Regions from separate parts of the Mus musculus genome. Here region 2 is linked to region 1. The links are chromatin contacts, called in public targeted proximity ligation maps. All regions are on one chromosome and are shown on one strand. The core of a region is the stretch at or near the end of the contact, and the rest is flanking DNA. Distances in the headings are between cores, read along the strand shown. Region 1 has its middle 24 kb from the start of Mbl2. Region 2 has its middle 87 kb from the start of Prkg1.

What was found.
Region 2: a targeted proximity ligation map of pancreatic cancer cells shows a contact between it and region 1. A contact is called at or near these places in 7 of 39 promoter capture datasets (cranial neural crest, embryonic stem cells, frontonasal cranial neural crest and 4 more), 42 of 484 Hi-C or Micro-C datasets (the 3T3-L1 cell line, 3T3-L1-derived adipocytes, the AML12 cell line and 23 more), 15 of 130 datasets of targeted methods (the NIH/3T3 cell line, astrocytes, embryonic forebrain and 9 more) and 3 of 9 other capture datasets (adipose tissue, embryonic stem cells and liver).

What each region holds. Positions count from the first base shown.
Region 1 is chr19:30,254,478-30,259,478 of GRCm38.p6, reverse strand. No RefSeq gene overlaps it. Among named protein-coding and RNA genes, the nearest start is that of Mbl2, 24 kb to the right of the region's middle.
Region 2 is chr19:31,748,707-31,753,707 of GRCm38.p6, reverse strand. It overlaps a transcript of Prkg1 not described here. Among named protein-coding and RNA genes, the nearest start is that of Prkg1, 87 kb to the right of the region's middle.

The DNA of each region.
Region 1 (5,001 bases), core at 1,684-4,183:
GTCCTAGACAAAGGGAATAAAGTATAAAGAAAACAGTTAAGATGGGTGAATGGTAAGTAACTGCACTACTATAGAACCTACTAGACAGTGCAAGACCGCAAGACAGAAACAAACTAAGAAATGTGCAAATGAAGAAAAGAATTTCTTATCTGGCAGTCTAAGTGGGCTCTCTGATTACCTGAATCAAGAATTCTAGCACAATTAGCATTTTTACAAAGGTCATCTACATAGAGACACTATTCCTTTTATTTAGAGATATTCCTAATAAGAATTCTAAAACAGGAATGAACCATACTTAAAGCCTGAGCTTGCATGACCTTGAGTGTGACCTGACTCTTTTCCCAGATTTCTGGGAACATCACAAACTTTTATTTACAGTAAAAAAAAAAAAAAAAAAACTAAACATACTGTGGTGATGACTAAATGAGCAAGGTGCCTGCCACACAAGCATGATCAGCGTGTCCAGATGCACTCGGCACACGTCCGCAGTTCTCATGGAGCAGCTGGGGAGACCTGAACATCCTACAAGCCATCCAGTCTAACTAACCAGTCAGTTCTGGGCTTACTAAGTTAGCCTGTGGCAATGTAGTAACAAAACGCAACCAAAGATGTGAAGAAGGGAAAATAGAATTGATGGAGGGGGAAGAGGAAGGAGGTGAGGAACAATCAGAATGTATTTCAGACATATAGGAAATTGTCAGAGGATAAATTTAACTTGAAAAATAAGAGAGTGACAGAAGTCTACCTGGAGCTGACCTCTGGTGTCCACATGAATTTGTATACACAGGCACCTACATATACACATGCACACAGATATGCACACGCTGCACACACACACACAATCTTAACCTCCCGTGCAATCCCTGTGACCTGGGGTTACTTTATCAGCTGTAATGTCGTCCAAAGAACGTGAGAAAATACTTTATTATCTCATTTACTAATAAATAAAACCTATCTCGACAACCCTGTGAGAAGTCACTTGAGAGTCACCAGAACCATACATGCGGCTGCTTTCTGAGTTTCCCAACTCTCTCTTAATAACCCGACACCCACACTTCGGAGTGTCTTGTTCTTTTCCTGGGCTCTTCTCCATGCTTAATCCATGCTTCCTGGTGAACTCCAAGACTGATTCGCATGGGCACATCATCCAGGTCACTTTTTCCTGTGGTGAAGTTGAGACTCTTGGTTTCCCCTCAGGAGAGATCTCAGACCAAAACCTTCAAGCTACTGTAGATACAAGGAGGGAGCATGTGTCTCCAGATGTTTCTCCACTGCTCCTGACGCCTTAGTTCTAAGTGACTTTATCCTTACAGGGCATTTTTAAAACTTATTTTTGAATTTCCACAAATACAAGCAAAAGAATGCATATAAATGTATTTAAAACCTACAATACTGCCTAGCTGATTAGAAGAAGCACAACTTTGAAGGTTAAAATCTGGGCTCTAGTAGCCCCAATAATCTAGACTAAAGTGCTGGTCCCTATACGCCAATTAAAGAAATGAGTCATGGTGACAAGCAGAAAGGGAGCCATTGGATGTGACCACACTGGGAAGAAGAACAAATAAAGCGGTCTAGTGACCCAAGTCCATCTTCCAGATGCTGATGTGAGGATTAACTTCAAAGGCAAGAGGTCGTCCTAGCAGACGTGTGGTCCTGCCTGTCATTGATTCATCATCGTTGTCTCAGTTCTGACAGCCCAGGAACTGTTAAATAATCGATCTGTTCATTGCTGAGGGGCCAACCTTGTCTCCAGGGATAATTGTCCTCATCTGAGAGGACAGTCTGTCCTAGGAGGGTTTGTTCTGAAATTCAGTGTGACTGAGGAAGAAAGTTAAGATAGTAATTTACGTCTATGCCTTAAGCCAAGATACAGGTTTAAAAAAAAAGACAGAAGTGCCAGGCTTTTAATCTGCTTTATTAAATTCTTGATAGGCCTAAGTGGGTATTCAAGTTAGTGTGTGTGCATGCGGGGGGGGGGGGGGGGCTGCATGCTCGATCTCTCTCTCTCTCTCTCTCTCTCTGAAAAGTTAGCAGATGTTTTTAACTACTCAACCAATTCTCTAGCCCCTAAAATAATTTTGCAAAGGCCACTTCTAAGTGTCTGTTACAATTCCATGGAACATGCATTAACACAGCATAGATGAGATCTGAGAAACGTGTATCATATGTATTTATTACAAGCACAGGGCCTGGAGACACCTGAGTCACGGGCAGACATTGCTGTGTGACAATCGGGTACTCGTGTAAAATACAGTAAGTCACTACTTCATTTAGGAGTAAGTACCAAATAAGACAGACAAAATAGAAATATTTTAATGTATATAGTGTATTTTTATTAACGATGTTTCATGATACTAATTATCCCTACAATCCTCTACTTTGGTGTTCTCCTCTGTGGAAGAAGAACAAGAAGATGGAGAAGGAGGAGAAGGAGAAGGAGGAAGAGGAGGAGGGGGAGGAAAAATAATTAGCATTCCTCCATCTTTCCCAGAGCCTACATTTTCAGAAGAACGTGGAGTTATTTGACAACTTTCTCTGCTTTCAACAAATGTATTTTCTGGAAAAGCACTTTCCTGGCTCTCCTATTTCCCAGAAAAAGAAATGTTAAGGGGAACAAAACCATACACTCCTCCTCTGCTCCTCATGGGTCTGAGAATTCTGTCTCTGCCCTGTCCTGCCTACCTTTCAGGCTAATGCTTTGCTGTATTGTTACTCTATTTTGCTCTTAGACTGTGTCATTTCCAAAGCTATTCCTCGGAAACTGTAGTTATGTTTTAATAGATAGTTTCAGCTCCGAGGAATTTACTCGTCCACCCCTCATTACACTGCTTCTGACTTTGACGGATAGAGGAAATAGCCAGCCTGACTAGTCCACTGGGCACAGGCTCCCTGGTCGCCAAGATCACTAACACCTAATGCTTCTCTAATTATAAACATGTCTCATTCCTGGCCAGTTAACAGCCTCGCCACAGGGAGTGACTCCACATCCTGACTGCAAGGCTCCCTTCATTAGCTTAAACTAAACACCATAGCCTTCCAGCTTTATAATAACCCAAGGGCCCTCCCTCCCTCCCTCCCAGGACTGTAGCAGTAGGACAATCTTCATATTTGAACATGGACACAGATAATGATTAATGAGCTCCAACTTTAAACTGAAAATGTAAAAACTAAGGTTTGCTTTGGGGGAGGGGGGGTTGTTTGGTTTTGTTTTTTTAAGGAGCCACTTGTTGAAATAGTAGCTACGAATTGGGGATTTTGTTCTCTCTCTCTCTTTAAAGGCTTACAGTAAGACTCCTCGATGCTACCGACGTTAAGCAAAAGTGGGAAATGAAAGCACATGAACTATGGAGGCTTCACTGCGACTCAATGCTTCAGACATCTGGAAGTGAAAGACAAAAACCATCGAGATTGGAATTGTGAGGCCCTGGTTCACACGTCCTTTACATTTATAATCTAATAATCACACTTACCACCTTGTGTGGAAAATCCTCACCTGTCAAGCTCTGTATGAAGCGCCTCCGATTACCTCGGTTTACATGAGAGGAAACCTTTACAGAGAACGTCAGTACGTTGGCAAGGACACTAAAAAGACACAACTGAAATCTGAACTCTTTGCTCTACTGAAGAATGATGCTGTTTCTCACTGACTTCACTGCCTTCTTTAGGCTTTGATGCCTCCTGATAACATAATATGAAAACATTTAGGAAAGCTTCCTGTCTCTGAATCCACGGACACTTCACAGGAAGCCTCTATTATGTTGATGCATCTATCACAAATAGGAAAAGTAATTTTACTGAACATCTGTTATGAACCATATTATTCCTTAAAATAATTCTTTTTTTTTGTCTTTTTTCCATTTGTTAATTTATTTGTTCACTTTGCATCTCAACTGCAGCACCGTCCCCCAGTCCCTCCCTCACATGGCCCCACCACCACCCCTCTCCTTCACCTCTGAGAAGGGAGAGGTCCCCACCTGGGTACCAACCCACCCTGGCACCTCCAGTCACTGCAGGGTTAGGTATATCCTCTCCCACTGAGGCCAGACAAGGCAGCCCACTTAGGGAAACAGGATCTACAAGTCAGGCAACAAAGTCATGATAAGCTCAGACTCCAGTTGTTGGGGGACCCACATGAAGACCACGCTGAGCATCTGTGACATTTGTGTAAGGGGCCTAGGTCCAGCCTTTGTGTGCTCTTTGGTTGGTGGTTCAGTCTCTGGGAGCCTCCAAGGTTCCAGGTCAAGTTGATTCTGTTGGTTTTTCTTGTGGAGCGCCTGTCTTCTCCAAGTTTCTCAATCCTTCCCCCAACTCATCCACAAGACTTCTTGAACTTGTTCTAATGCTTGGCTGTGGGTCTCTGCATTTACTTCAGTCAGCTGCTGGGTGGAGCCTCTCAGGGGACAGATACTGCTAGGTTTCTGTCTGTGAATCCAGACTGACAGATACAAACATAGCCTGAGGCTCCAAGGTAGTTGAAAGAGGAAGACAGGCCTGCAATGTGTCCCTATTGATCCTCTGAGGAATGCTCAGAACATCCCCCCCCCCCCCCAACTGGCAGGGATGGCTTTTGTATTTATTTAGTCTTTGTTCCTAGGTGAATATCTTCGGGCTAAGGAAGTTTAAGTAAACAGGCTCACTGACACACTTGCATTGGTGACACCCACTTTTATCATACCTCTTCTCATGACATTTGAGGCCCTACATGGTCAGCTCCACACCAGCCAACATCATATAATAATGGTAAAAACAACCAAAGATTTTTCCTTTAAATTAGTGACTTTTACAGTATATTTGAATTGAAAAGAGGCATTTTTGTTTTTTTTATTTTGAGTCAGGGTCTTACTATGTAGTCTTAGCTAGTCTTGGACTCATTATGTAGATCAGGCTGGCCTTGAACTCCCAGAGATCTTGACTCTGCCTCCTGAGTGCTGAGATTGGTGGAATGGGCCACTATGCCTGTCTGGATGAAGCATTTTGTTTTGTTTTGTTTTTTTCTTCAGT
Region 2 (5,001 bases), core at 913-3,412, 1.5 Mb before region 1:
AATAAAACTTTGATACTTGAAGGACTCTGAGGAACTTGCTCTCCCACTTGGGAAAATAACAAATTCCAAGTCTCTCTGCTACATTTTCTTTCTTTTTTTTTTTTTTTTTTTTTTAAGACTGGTGGGAAGATTTGGACATATATGGTATTGGAGTCACAGAGCAGATTTTACTTTTTATAGGCTAAGATTTCCATTACAGCCTCTCCTCCTTTCCCCCATCTCTCTCTGTTTTGTTTTGTTTTGTTTTGTTTTGTTTTTCTCTCTCTGTCAATGTTGAGATATTGATCTAGAGTTGGTGAGAGGTATGCTTACTAGTACTTATTTGAACGAGAATCCAATAATATGAATGATTTTATGAGTTTTACTTGGATTTCTGAAAAATTGCATTTATTTATTTGTATTATAAAAATGTGTGTGTTATATTTCAGCACGCGTGTGACATGGTACACATATGGAGGTCAGAGGACAGTTTATGGGAGAGGGTTAGCTCTCTTCTTCTATCATGTGGGTCCCAGATTTAAAAGGCTGGTTGTTAGTATTGGAGACAAGTGCTTTTATGCATGGATTTTAATCTCCTCTTTCCAATAAAATTAAAATAAGGGAAAGAAACCTTGAGAGGGTAGGCAGAAGAGAAATTTCAACTCAGTCTAATCCAGAAGTAGATAGTGACCAACACACTAATGGCCTTGATGTTCACAGGCTTGGAGAATTCTTTCACACACAGATTGTGTGACTTTACATAAACTACTTGTTTCCTTGAAGTTGATTTTGACTCTTTTGCAAAGACATGGATGGCGTTTCCTGTAAGCTTCATGTGCAGATATGGGCCAGGGCTGTGTGTGAATTCATGGTAAGCATAAAGCTCTCAGTGGATCACTAGCTCTCCCGTAAGAAAACCTTTACAGGGGCAGAAGGCTTCCCCAACAATTTGCTTTTGGAAGTCACTACTGCCCAGAATCGATTTTAGGAAATATCCTGTTCACCCTTGTGGATTAACAAACAAACATTGTGACAAACAAACGGGAGATCTGGAGGTTTTAAAGGAATCTGATGTGCCAACCACAGACGCTTGTTAGTGACTGATCTGTGGTTAGATGGCAAGTCCCTTATGTCTCCTATACTCACCCCTTTGAAAAGTATCTTAAACATAACACTAAGTGAACCAAGGGAGAGGAGGTGTGTGTAAACTGAAACAGGACAAGCAGAGATGACAAGATAAGGTGCTGTAACCGTGTCCTAATAAAATGTAAATGCGTACATATAAATATATATATATATATACACACATATACATATACACATACATGGATATGTTTATACACATATACAGTTTGACTTAGTGATGCAAATTACATGGACTGCTCATTGCCAGTTGTACACCCCTCTAACTCTAGAAGATTCTAGAAAAGCTGCTTCTCGAAGACTAGAGGCTTAAAGGAATTATTGCCACACATTGCTTATGAGGGATAGCAGTAAAGCAGGGATGCTGAGGGACTGCTTGCGTCAGATTTAGGAAGGACACAGAAGTGCCGGAAGGGTTGCTTAGAGAGCATGTCCTGCATAGCTGGGACATGACTGCAGCCACACTGTGGATAGTTGCACTTTCTTGCTTGGTTCCTTATTTTCCAGCTTTGTCCTTCTGTCCTCTCATTATCTATGTGTGCAGGCATGCTCTGAATTGCCAACCAGTGGCATTGCAGGATTGCAGAAAGAACTAGGGGCCATGCAGCTATCCCCACAGCACAGTAGATGCCTGTCTCCGTACCTGACAGCCATGGGGAAGAACGCTCTTACTGAATGCTCTGGCGTGTATCCCTATCTCTAGTTACCTTTAAGCTTGTACCTTTGAGAGTTCCCAGTGCCTGCTTGCAGTTTAGAGACTAATTTTTCATTACATCTGAGTTTTTCTATGTGAACAAATATTATTCTAGATTTCATTTCTCCCAGGGCAGCCTGATCGTTAGCATGTAGGAAGACATATGAAGTCGTTTGGAGATCAAAGAGCCATGTTCTGTGCTCTTAGACTGATGTCATACAAGAAAGCATATCCAAAGCTTTGGCCTCTTCAGTTGTTTAAAAAACCTCCCACGGTTGTTGACAGGCCTAAATGAGCTCACGCATGAGAAAGATTTAGCTGAGTGCCCTGTTCAGAGCAGTCATTCAACAAACGCAGCACTGACTGCCATTGTTTACCGTGTCTGACCTCATTCACCAAATATGTAACGTGCTTTTAACTCCGTGCCAGGAATGGACCCATGTGTGTTCCTGCCATATTTCTCAGCCCACACTTGGATCTACTTCTGCTCTCTGGAGTAGTTGTGACCCCATTTTAGAAGTCATTTCAGGAGTCACGGATGGGACGCTGCGTTGGCCACATTTAGGACTTACTTGATTTTCAGTCCCATCCACGGAAGAGTCTCTGTCCTTCTGGGCATGTTTCATACTCTTGCCTCTCACCACAGCTTTTTACAAACTTGTACTCTAGGAAGGAATTCTAGAAGCTCCTAGATAAACAGACTGAGCTGTGCTAGGGCCTGCTCTGTGGCTATGGGCTCTCTGAACCAAACAAACACGGATTTTCAGGTTTAGTTTGCCTGAGAGATTCAGCATCTGCATGGCTGAACCTTTGAAGACAGCTAGCTAGCTCACAAGATTTTAACCAGTTCTTTCTTTGGTTCTTCCCTCTTTTCTCTCTCCCTTTCCTCTCTCCCTTTCTTCCTTTCTTTCTTTCTTTCTTTCTTTCTTTCTTTCTTTCTTTCTTTCTTTCTTTCTTCCTTCCTTCCTTCCTTTCTTTCTTTCTTTCTTTTTCTTTCTCTCCCTCCCTCCCTCCCTCTCTTCCTTCCTTCCTCCCTTCCCTCTTCTTTCTCTTTCTTTCTTTCTTTCTTTCTTTCTTTCTTTCTTTCTTTCTTTCTTTCTTTCTTTCTTTCTTCCTTCCTTCCTTCCTTCCTTCTTCTCTTCTCTTCTCTTCTCTTCTCTTCTCTTTTCCTTTCTTTTTTCATTTATTCCTTCTTTCATTTTCTCTAGTCAAGTTTTCAATATTTCAGTATAAACAAAGTACAGCTACACACAGTATCGAGAATCAATGTGCTAGTGCTACTTTAACAAGGATCACATCATAGAGTGTTCTTGTTGCCTACGAAAACCTAGAGGACGCTTTCCATTATTCCCTTCCAGGCAGTACACATGCATGAATACAAAGGCCAAGATATGGAGGTGTGGGATTCCATAGCCCTGGATTTTAAGCTTCTGATATCGTATATTAGTCATATTGTTTAATGTCTCCAAGCTAGTCTCACCTCTGCAAAGTGAGACAAGACCCCCCCCCCCAACCCCACCCCGTTCCCAAGTCAGGGATGTCATTCAGAGGGACTTTTAGTTGATGGCATGGGAATATAAGAACTACTAATTAAGCTTAAGAATGCACATCTCAGACTCATATGAATTTATTTGTCCCTGTCCACAACCCCATGGCACTCTGCTGTGCTTCTAGTATTTGTTATGTTTCCATGAGCTCTGTGCACATTAGGAGACAGAGCTCAGATACATGACAGGGCATCCAAAAGCTCATTGGAAGAACGCCGGTCTCAGGGCTCTTCTACTGTATAGCATGATAATCCACAGTGGGTCTGCATGGAGAAAACTAGGCATTGTGAGATCTTCTGATCTTTTTAAAATTGCAGTGCACATGAAAGTACTTACAGTATCAAAAGGCCCCATTTCCAGGATGGGGGGTGATTTAGATACCCTCCCAAATGTGTGCCTGACCTCCTCAAGAGAACTGCATTTGTAGGAATGTCCAGAAAGGCCTGTGTCCGCACACACTATAACTTGGGTCTGGTCAAGCCAATGATTAGTGAGTTTGATATTACAGAAATTTGTGTTTTTGTAGTTTGGGCAGTGGGCATCAAGTAGTTCAGATTCAAGGTGTCAGCAGGGATGTGGTGTCATTGAAGGCTAGCAGGGAGGCTCTTTTCCTGGTGTTTGGAGGCTGCTGACCATCTTGGGCCTTCTGTGACTTGTGCTCATAGGTCTCCACTGTCTACCTTCTTTATTTCTGCACAGTTGTCTTCCACAGTGGTTGAGTCTATGTCTCCCACTTGTGAAAACACAGCTATGACTCGTGAAAGCACACTATTCATTATGTCTATAAAGACCTTGTTTCAAGTAAGTTTCTTCTAATTTACAACTTCTGGGTGGGTGTGAACCTTAGGTGACCAATATGTAACTCACTACCCAGTACTGTCTGTGTTTATCTTTCTCAGACCCCAGTGAAATGCTATGACTAACTTTTGAAGTCTGCTGGGCTCCAAGGAGAAGAGATGGGGTGAGGAGGATAAAGGACACATGGTCCATGCCAGGGAGGCAAAGGCTGCAGAGATTTTTTTTTCCCGACTCACATGGCATTTCCATCTGCCTTTTGCTATTCCTCTGAACTTCTTGATTTCCAAGTATATGGTGTTAACTGATAGTCTACTGGCTCAGATGAGGTCAAAATTTGTTTTTTAATGAGGAGAGACTGGCAGTTTTCATTGATGTACACTGAAGTTTTCTATCTTTGGGGGAAAATGTTTATAATTTCAATGCTTTACTTCTGAATGCTTTTGGTGAATTGTTTCTTCATGGTCATCGGAAACGTGAAAGAAACTTTAAATAGGATAAAATCAGATCACCTTTGGCACATTTCTCAAAGCAGTTACAAAATGAATACTAACTGAGAAAAGCGCTAAATATTTTATTTCAGCCAATTAAAGTTATACGTTCTTAAAGACCAGGTTATACTTGGGTGTAAATGATTTTTAAGTTGGTGTTATCTTACATATTTAAACGTGGAATTTAAGCAGTTCTCCCACTTTTACTCAAGCTAAGACATAAACACATTTTATAACCTAATCATAAACTTTTGTTAATTCCACAAGTTTTATTATACTGTGCCCTGGAGACCATGAGCCTCTTAATTATTTAAGAGTAATTTAACAATCTGAACTAGTTACATGGTGCAAT